Regions from separate parts of the Gossypium hirsutum genome. Here region 2 is linked to region 1. A link is a contact called in public Hi-C data. All regions are on one chromosome and are shown on one strand. Each heading gives the region's core, a stretch centred on a gene start, on an enhancer-like site or on the middle of the called end of the contact. The rest is flanking DNA. Distances are from core to core; before and after follow the strand shown.

Region 1 (4,017 bases), core at 245-2,744:
GATTTAATTTTCATTGTTTTAATTATTTAATTATGCTAAATATGTTTTGTGCGTTTGATCTATTTACTCATGCAAGTAAAATCATGAATATGTTTCTCATGCATTATGAATGAAGGAAAACAACTGAATTAATTAATTAATCTGAACAAGATTTTAATTAATTGACATAGTTCTTGCATGGTGTATGTTTAATCATTCAAGGATTAAATTAGTAAGAATACAAAGCCGCCATATATCTCAAACTGAAAGAAATATATTTGGAGGGATGGATGAATCTGGTCTCAACGGCGATGGAGTTCTTTGCTTAGGTGGGAATCGGAACACAAAAAAAGTGAGATTTATAGAGGGAACGGATGAGGAATCTGTTGCGATGGCTGCCGATTCAGTTCCGTTTCCAAAATTATCGTGGAAGGACATGCTTTTGGGTGAAGCTTCGTACTCCGCATCTGATCGAAATGGTTTAAACGAGGGACCTGATAATGATTTTGATCTACTTGATGGAGATATGAATACTACCATGGTAGACGGGATGCCTACTATTGCCTTCTCGGATCGTATTAGAAACATTCTTTTCAAAGAAATGGAATTGACGATCGTTCTCAAACTCTTAGGGCGTAATGTAGGCTATAACGCATTACATAATCGTATACTTAGCCTTTGGAAACCTGCTAAACCTTTTCACCTTATGGATACTGTCAATGGGTATTTTCTGATTAAGTTTCAGAATATAGGAGACTATAACAATGTCTTAACACAGGGTCCTTGGATTATCTACGGACAATACCTTACCATCCAACCGTGGACAAAGGATTTCAACCTTCAGCAGCCATACCCCAGTGTGGTATTAGCGTGGATCTTACTGCCAGGACTTCCAGGGTACCTGTATAATCGAAAAATCATAGAAGCAATTGGAGGACTCATTGGGAAAGTAGTTAAGCTAGATTTTCAAACCGATAATGGAACTAGAGGTCAGTTCGCTCGTTTGGCTGTTTTTATTAACCTTGAAAAACCGTTGATTTCAGAGGTGTGGGTAGATGGCTCTGTCCAAAACGTTGAATATGAGGCCCTGCCGACAGTGTGTTTCTCATGTGGTAAATACGGCCATGTCAAGGAGCTCTGCCCGATGGTCAAGGTGGTTCAATCACAGGAGCAAACGGCGAACGCGGAGATGGAGGCACAAGAAGGCGCCGATGGTAGATCCGATGGAGATAAGAGGCCCGAATTCGGGCCGTGGATGCTGGTTGAATGCAAGGCACGGCGTGGCCAACGCGGCCCTCAGTCTAATGCCGTTGAAAAATCTGGAAACTTTCCTTTGGGTTCTAGATATTTGGCGCTTAATTAGGAGGGAGATTTGAGGAGTAATTTGGGGGTGATTAATGGAGGTTTTTTGCAGGAAAATCTGAGAGGAAAAGGGACTGTCGGTGTTGGGAATTTTAAGACTAGGGATACTGTTGGGATCAAAAAGGGTAATGGGTCTAATATTGGAGCTGGGCGTGGGAGCGAATTGGGCCAAGGAATTCGGTTAGGGCCTACTAAGAATTTGGTGTCTGATAGCTTGAAATCTATAGAGTTGGGACAAAATTCAAATGTTGGGTTGGATAAATATATGGGCAAAAGGCCTATTGAATTGGCAGCTAATGAGAAAAGTAAGGAAGTCCCATTTTTTAATTCTATTACTAATGTTTCTTTCCCTAGCAATCACGCAGGTACCGAGCAGGTTTCTTCTAAAAGCATTGGAATGGGCATGAAAGGAGGATGCCAAAACTCTTTAAATTTTGATGATTTTGATAATATTATTTCTAGTAATTTAGAGAGTGTGAAGGCTCACTTTAATCCTGCTTTTGAAGTGTCTGAAGGAGTTGAGATCGAAATTTTTGAGGGTGTTCTCGAACCTGGGAAACATTAAGCAGTGTCCTTCAAGGTCAATAATAATTCTGAACAACAAGTTAAATCTGCTAATCGATCAGTAGAGAAACCGGGTTTGGATTCAGGTTTGACTTTGAAGGTGAATAAGTTTGATATTTTTAATAGAAAGGATGACTTTAAATTGAATAAAAATCGTGGTAGTCATAAAATCTCTAACGTTCTTCGAGGACATGGGAGTCGCTTTAAATCTTCTAGTAGTACTCGAGTCCCTTTAGCAGATTCCATGGAGGTGATGGCGAATATGCTTTCTACTCGAAATTCTAGCCCTTACGGTAGGGATGATTCAGGATCTGTAGGCACAACCATTGATGGGGATTCAGTCCTCCCAAAGTAATGGTACGTTTTCTTTCCTTTGTGTCTTTATTATGAATTTAACTATTTTTTCTTGGAACTGCCAGGGCTGTGCAAGTGTTAAGTTTCCCCAAATTTTTCGGGAGTATAACATAGAACACAATCCAGATATAGTTTGTTTACTTGAAACCAGAGTCATTGGTGCCAAAGCCGATTGCATTATTGCTAAGTTAGGTTTCCAGTACTCTCATCGGGTAGAGGCAATTGGTTACTTTGGAGGTATCTAGATTGGCTGGAAGGACTCCATCCAAGTTGAGGTGGTACGTAGTCATCCTCAGTTTATTCTGACCAAAGTTTGGCAAATGTCTTCTCCACATCCGGTTTTTATCTCTTTTGTTTATGCTAGTCCTAATCGGCAAAAACGTACAGTTCTTTGGGATGATTTGAGATCTTCGAATCCGCCTATTCATAGTCCATGGATTGTTATTGGTGATTTTAATGCAATCTTATCTTCTTCTGAAATGTTTGGTGGCCGTACTAAAGGAAGGAGATGCCTTCAGTTTGGAAATTTTGTGGAGGAAGCCGAGTTGCATGACTTGGGTTTTAGAGGATCTCCTTTTACTTGGCATAGAGGTGCGCTCTCTGAAAGGTTGGATTGTGTTTTGGGTAACGATGCTTGGATTTGCAACTTCCCAAATAGTTTGGTCACTCATTTACCTAAGATAAAATCGAATCACCGTCCCCTTCTTCTTAATCAGAACTTGGAGGTTTTTCTGCCTAGAGGAAGACTCTTTAGGTTTTTGGCCGGTTGGATTGAGCACCCAGCTTTTGATGATTTTATAAATGATAAATGGGATTTTACTGGAGACATGGCTGATTCCTTATCCAAGCTAACTCTTAATTTAAAAGAGTGGAATAAGCAGGTTTATGGGCATATCACTTCCAAAAAGAGACACCTTGTTCATAAAATAGCTAATGTCCAGAGTAAAATGGATGTCTCTGGTTCGAATCAGTTTGCACAGGAGGACTTGAGTCTTAGACAGGAGCTCGAGAATGTTCCACATCATGAAGACCTCCTTTGGAAGCAAAAAGCGAGGTGTGACTGGTTGCACTTGGGAGATCGAAACAAAAAGTTTTTCCATTCTCGAACCCTACAAAGAAGGAAAAGTAATCGCATTACTGCGATTCGAAATAATGATGGGGAATGGATTTTTGACCTAGAGGCTATTGAGGCTGAGGCGAATTCTTTTTTGCAAAAGCTTTATGAGGAAGGCCCTGACTCTATCGATGATTTTCCTCCTAGTAATTTTCCTCAGCTGGAGGATGATAATGTTAATTTTTTGGGGAAGCCTGTGACTAACGAAGAGATTAAGATCGCCCTTTTTGATATGGCTCCTCTTAAAGCCCCAGGAAGTGACGGTTTTCATGCCCTCTTTTTCCAGAAGCAATGGAATAGAATTAGAGGGGCTGTTTGTGATTGGGTCAGGAAGGTGTTCAATGGGGAATTGTTCTCATTCCTAATGTGGCGAATCCAGAAGGCTTTGGACAGTTTCATCCAATAAGCCTCTGTTCTGTCCTTTATAAGTTAGTAATGAAGGTAATTGCTAACCGTTTTAAGCATGTTTTTCCAAAAATTATTGCACAGGAGCAAGACGATTTTATTGCAGGTCAAAACATAACTGATAACATTATCATCACCCAAGAGGTAATTCATTCCATGAGGTGCCAGAAAAATAGGAAATGGATGACGATCAAAATCGACTTGGAGAAAGCTTATGATAGAGTGAGATGGGACTTTAT
Region 2 (4,287 bases), core at 1,650-4,149, 570 kb before region 1:
CTTCTAGAAAGATTCTCTGGGACCTCATCTCCCTTGATCTTGCTCCCTCTATGATTAGAGTAAAAAAGAGATGCTATTTTGCATCTCAGTCCCTATACATTTTTGAAAAAATTAAATTTAATTATTCTACTTTTAATCTCTTGAATAGTCTGATTTAAAATTTTAATATAAAAATTAATTGATAAACCTTTTGTTAACTTTTATTAAATTTGAATGTGCCTTTAATTTCTTTAAATCAATCAATGAATATTGAAATATCGTATATTCGAATATAGCGTAAATTTATTAATTAGATTTAAATTTAAAAAAAAAACAACATAGACTAAATTTCTTGAAAAATAGAGAGATTAAAAAAATATGTATAACTACAAATGCATTAAAAAGGAAGCATTTTATGAATTCTTTTTTAAATTTTATATAATTTTTCTTACCTTCTAATTAGGAACATGAAAATTTAAAATTTTTTTTATAGCTACAAGTGTCATAATTCACTTTATTGTTTGAGACTAATTCTATTTGAGTAGTAGTATTTAGGAGAAATCTTTCCAACAGTGATAATTTCAGAATTTGAACTCAGTCCAGATACTTTAAAACAAGTCGACTCTACTCCTTTCAATAGACTATCAGTGAAGATGACAATTTATGAATTGCTTTCAAAGTGGTCCATATCAATTTCATTTTATGTTTTAGATTTTATATTTTAATTTCCCCCTAATTTATTTTATACTTCTATCCCTTATCCTACACTCTCATTTCCCATTATTTTATTTTTATTTTTCGACCCTTTCCAAATGCAACTAAGCTGTTGAACATAAGAGAACATTGAGCTTAGAAATTGAGTGACCTCTTTTGTAGGGTATTATTGGTAGTATGGCAGGAAGTGTTAGTTGGAGCAGGGAAGAAGAGAAGGCATTTGAAAACGCAATAGCAATGCATTGGATAGAGAAAGAGGAATGTGAAGAGCAATGGGAAAAGATTGCTTCAACGGTTCCTACTAAAAGTCTTGAGGAGTTGAAACTTCACTATGAATTATTAGTGGAGGATGTTACTGCAATAGAGGCTGGTCATGTCCCACTTCCTCGTTATAAAGGAGAAGAACCTTCCTCTTCTGCCAAGGATCATTTTCATGGACCTTCCATGGCTCCTAATTCTGATAGGAGATCCAATTCCGGTTACGGAAATGGGTTTTCGGGGTTAACCCTTGATTCTACCGGACATGGAGGGAAACAGAGTTCGAGGTCCGACCAAGAAAGAAGGAAAGGAATCCCATGGACTGAAGAAGAGCATAGGTATTCCCCTCTACTACTTCTTGTCTGTTTTTCTTTTTTTTCTTAAATACTGACTTAAGTATTGGAACGTGACTCGAATTAAGACTTGAGTGCCCTAGGATTTGGGGTCTTATAGAAAATAAAGATATATGTAATGTGACAAGCAACATTACATGTGTTATTCAGGTTATTTCTACTTGGTTTAGACAAGTTTGGGAAAGGAGATTGGAGAAGCATTTCAAGGAACTTTGTGATATCGAGAACTCCGACGCAGGTGGCTAGCCATGCACAAAAGTATTTTATACGCTTAAATTCGATGAATAGAGACCGGCGGCGGTCCAGCATCCACGACATCACGAGTGTTAACAATGGGGATACATCTCATCAAGCGCCTATCACAGGCCAACAGGCTAACACAAACTCACCCGGTGCAGCGGTCATGGGGCAATCAGTGAAGCACAGGGCTCATCCGCATTTGCCGGGTTTAGGCATGTACGGAGCGCCTGTTGGGCGGCCGATTGCTGCTGCTCCAGGGCATATTGGATCTGCTGCAGGAACTCCTGTTATGCTTCCTCCTGCTCACCATCCTCATTCCCCTCCTCCTTACATTGTCCCTGTTGCTTACCCCATGGCACCACCTCCTATGCACCAATAAGTTCAAAATTCAATTAATGATTTAAAGGTAACCTAACAAGTTGTGTTTTTGTGAACATGAAAAATATGCAGAAGGAATAAAGCAGATGAGAGAACTCTTCGTTTTTTGCTGTAGTTATCCATTTTTCTGACTGCAAAAAAGGCACCTGTTATTTGACTACAAAGTCCCCTGCCCAGATGAGTCTTTTCACTAAGCGAAGCAATGAAACTGGCTTTAAAAAAATAGCCAGATGGGTTATTTTGGGCAAATAAGTGTTGTGTATGGCTTCCTCTCATGATAAAATGTAAAAACAGTCTTATTTAAAGGCTTGTATTATTCCTACGGGTTCAGTAAAGCGCTTTCAATGCTTTTGTTCTCCATAGTGACTGCAACTTTGGGAAGCTTGAACTTAGAGTAGCCCAATAGTAGTACTTCATTCGAATCTTCAAACAACAAAGTTATCGGCTTCACAACCATTCGAGGCCCATATGAACACCGCCGCCGCCATATAAAAGGTCTAGGAAGGCTTTTAGGCCCTTGGGCAAATGAAGACATAAAGCCTCTAATTTCACTCTCTTTTAATTTAGTCCCTAAACTATTATTTCTCAATTTCCTCTTTCTTTCCAATCAACCCTTAGCGTAATTTAATATGCAATACCACAAACAAATTAGCATGATAAGAGAAAAATAGCAAATGAAGGTACAATTAATATAATTAAAATGTACAGATAACATGAGAAAATCAAAATCGAATTTAAATTTAACACATCACTAAGCACATGGTTGAATAATCAAATCAAATGATTGATATTTTTTTTCAAATAGTTCCTGACTCATACAATTATTAAAAATTTAAACTATTAACTTAATTGATATAAATGTTATTTCAATATAAGAGGATGTGAATTTGAAAATAAGATGGTGAAAAAAAAAACTAAAAAAGGACTATTAATATATAAAAGAAAATATTTATGAATACCAAAGACAAAAACTAGTGGCCCATGGATACATTTCTACCTTTGAATTTGACCCAGAACTCATGGGTAGCTTCAGATTTTTTTATTTCCTTTTTGCAGTCACAGCCCTTCCGCTTAATTCAAACATTTTCTCTTCTTAATTCCAAAACCCACCTGGTCCTTGTAATGTTTTGCCGATTGCCGCCGCCACCCTGATATCCATCATTATTCACTCGATAATTGATGGAGACTATGATAAAGAAATATCAGCAGAAATTCAAGAAAGCAAAAGATGAAATGAGTAAATGGGACGACCTTCAATCTCGCTTAATTTCCCACTTTCGAAATGCTTCTTCCATTATTTCCAGATTACAGGTCTGTTATCCCCTTTGTTTCTCTCTCCCAAATTTTGTTTATTTATTTTAATTCCTTCAAAAAACAGTTTTTTTGTTTTGGTGATCAGATTATTCAAAACTCTAAAAACTATGCCAGTTTAAATTGTGTTGGAGGAATGGAAGCTGCAGTGATGCAAAAGCAGATGGATTCTTTGCAAACCATTTTACTTTCCATGAAAAATACAATGTAAGTGTTTAAGTCTCTGTTTCTATTTGCTTTTTGAGAATATAAATGACACTATGATTAATTCATTGAATGATTGATTGAAGTTGGCAAACAAACAAGGCTAAATCTTAGGTTTGAACTTTAGTTTTAAAAAGATTTTCAGGGAGGACTTTCGCGGTGTTGTTCTTTCCCTTGCGAAGCTTCAACATGATGGTAAACAGCTAGCAAAAGGTAGCTCCAATCAGATGAACAAGAAACAACTGCAACATAGAATTGGCGTAAAACCGACTCTTACAAATTGCATAGATGGGCTTGTACTTCTCCATGAAATCTATCACGACGAGTAATTAACTGTTTCCTCTTTCAAAAATTTCCCGAGAATGTATTCTTTTCAATATGCTGCAAGTAGGAATGTGTTTGGACCTATTTATGTTTCCCTAGATTTTTCATGATTGCACTTTTCACTGTCTGTGGTTTGAACAACTTGCTTTGATTGGCTTTTGGTCAAACTCTGAGGTAGCAAGATTCTAAATGACTGATTGTTTTGTATTTGCTAGGTACCTTCTTAAATCATCATTGGTTTCTGCACTTTCAGCTCTTGCCTTGAAACCCAAGTAAGGAGAACTCATTATTTTGCTTTTGCAATTAAAAAATGTCAATAAGACTGACCTATTGTTGTATTTTATTTTATTTTTTTCTTGCTAAAGGCTCCATATGGGTTCAACTGCAGCCCTGTAAGGTGCAAGGGCACCATGCCAAAGCATTTGGGTGACAAGGTGGGTATGGTGAACTCATTCCCACTGTGTTGCACCCCTCATCAATGATTGGACACCGTTAATGAGTCCAATAGAATATGGTGGTCGCAAAA

Evidence for each region. A called contact is a pair of places that touch in the nucleus more often than the background predicts.
Region 2: a Hi-C map of leaf shows a contact between it and region 1, with 4 times the contacts expected there. The contact joins the promoter of LOC121206709 here to the enhancer-like site in region 1. A contact is called at or near these places in 2 of 34 Hi-C or Micro-C datasets (both in leaf).

What each region holds. Positions count from the first base shown.
Region 1 is chrA09:41,003,173-41,007,189 of Gossypium_hirsutum_v2.1, reverse strand. No RefSeq gene overlaps it. Among protein-coding and RNA genes, the nearest start is that of LOC107940076, 14 kb to the right of the region's middle. Within about 2 kb of position 1,494, at least 9 of the 9 cell types and tissues checked have an H3K27ac peak or open chromatin away from gene starts, as enhancers often do. A contact at or near this core is called in leaf, where this site is marked.
Region 2 is chrA09:41,569,698-41,573,984 of Gossypium_hirsutum_v2.1, reverse strand. It overlaps LOC121206709, which reads left to right and starts at 2,899. Exons shown (of 6, transcript XM_041077796.1): 1 at 2,899-3,233; 2 at 3,322-3,440; 3 at 3,583-3,762; 4 at 3,977-4,033. The coding sequence starts at 3,102. LOC121206710 (transcription factor MYBS1) reads left to right here and starts at 538. Exons shown (of 2, transcript XM_041077799.1): 1 at 538-1,289; 2 at 1,455-2,280. The coding sequence starts at 871. The coding sequence ends at 1,923.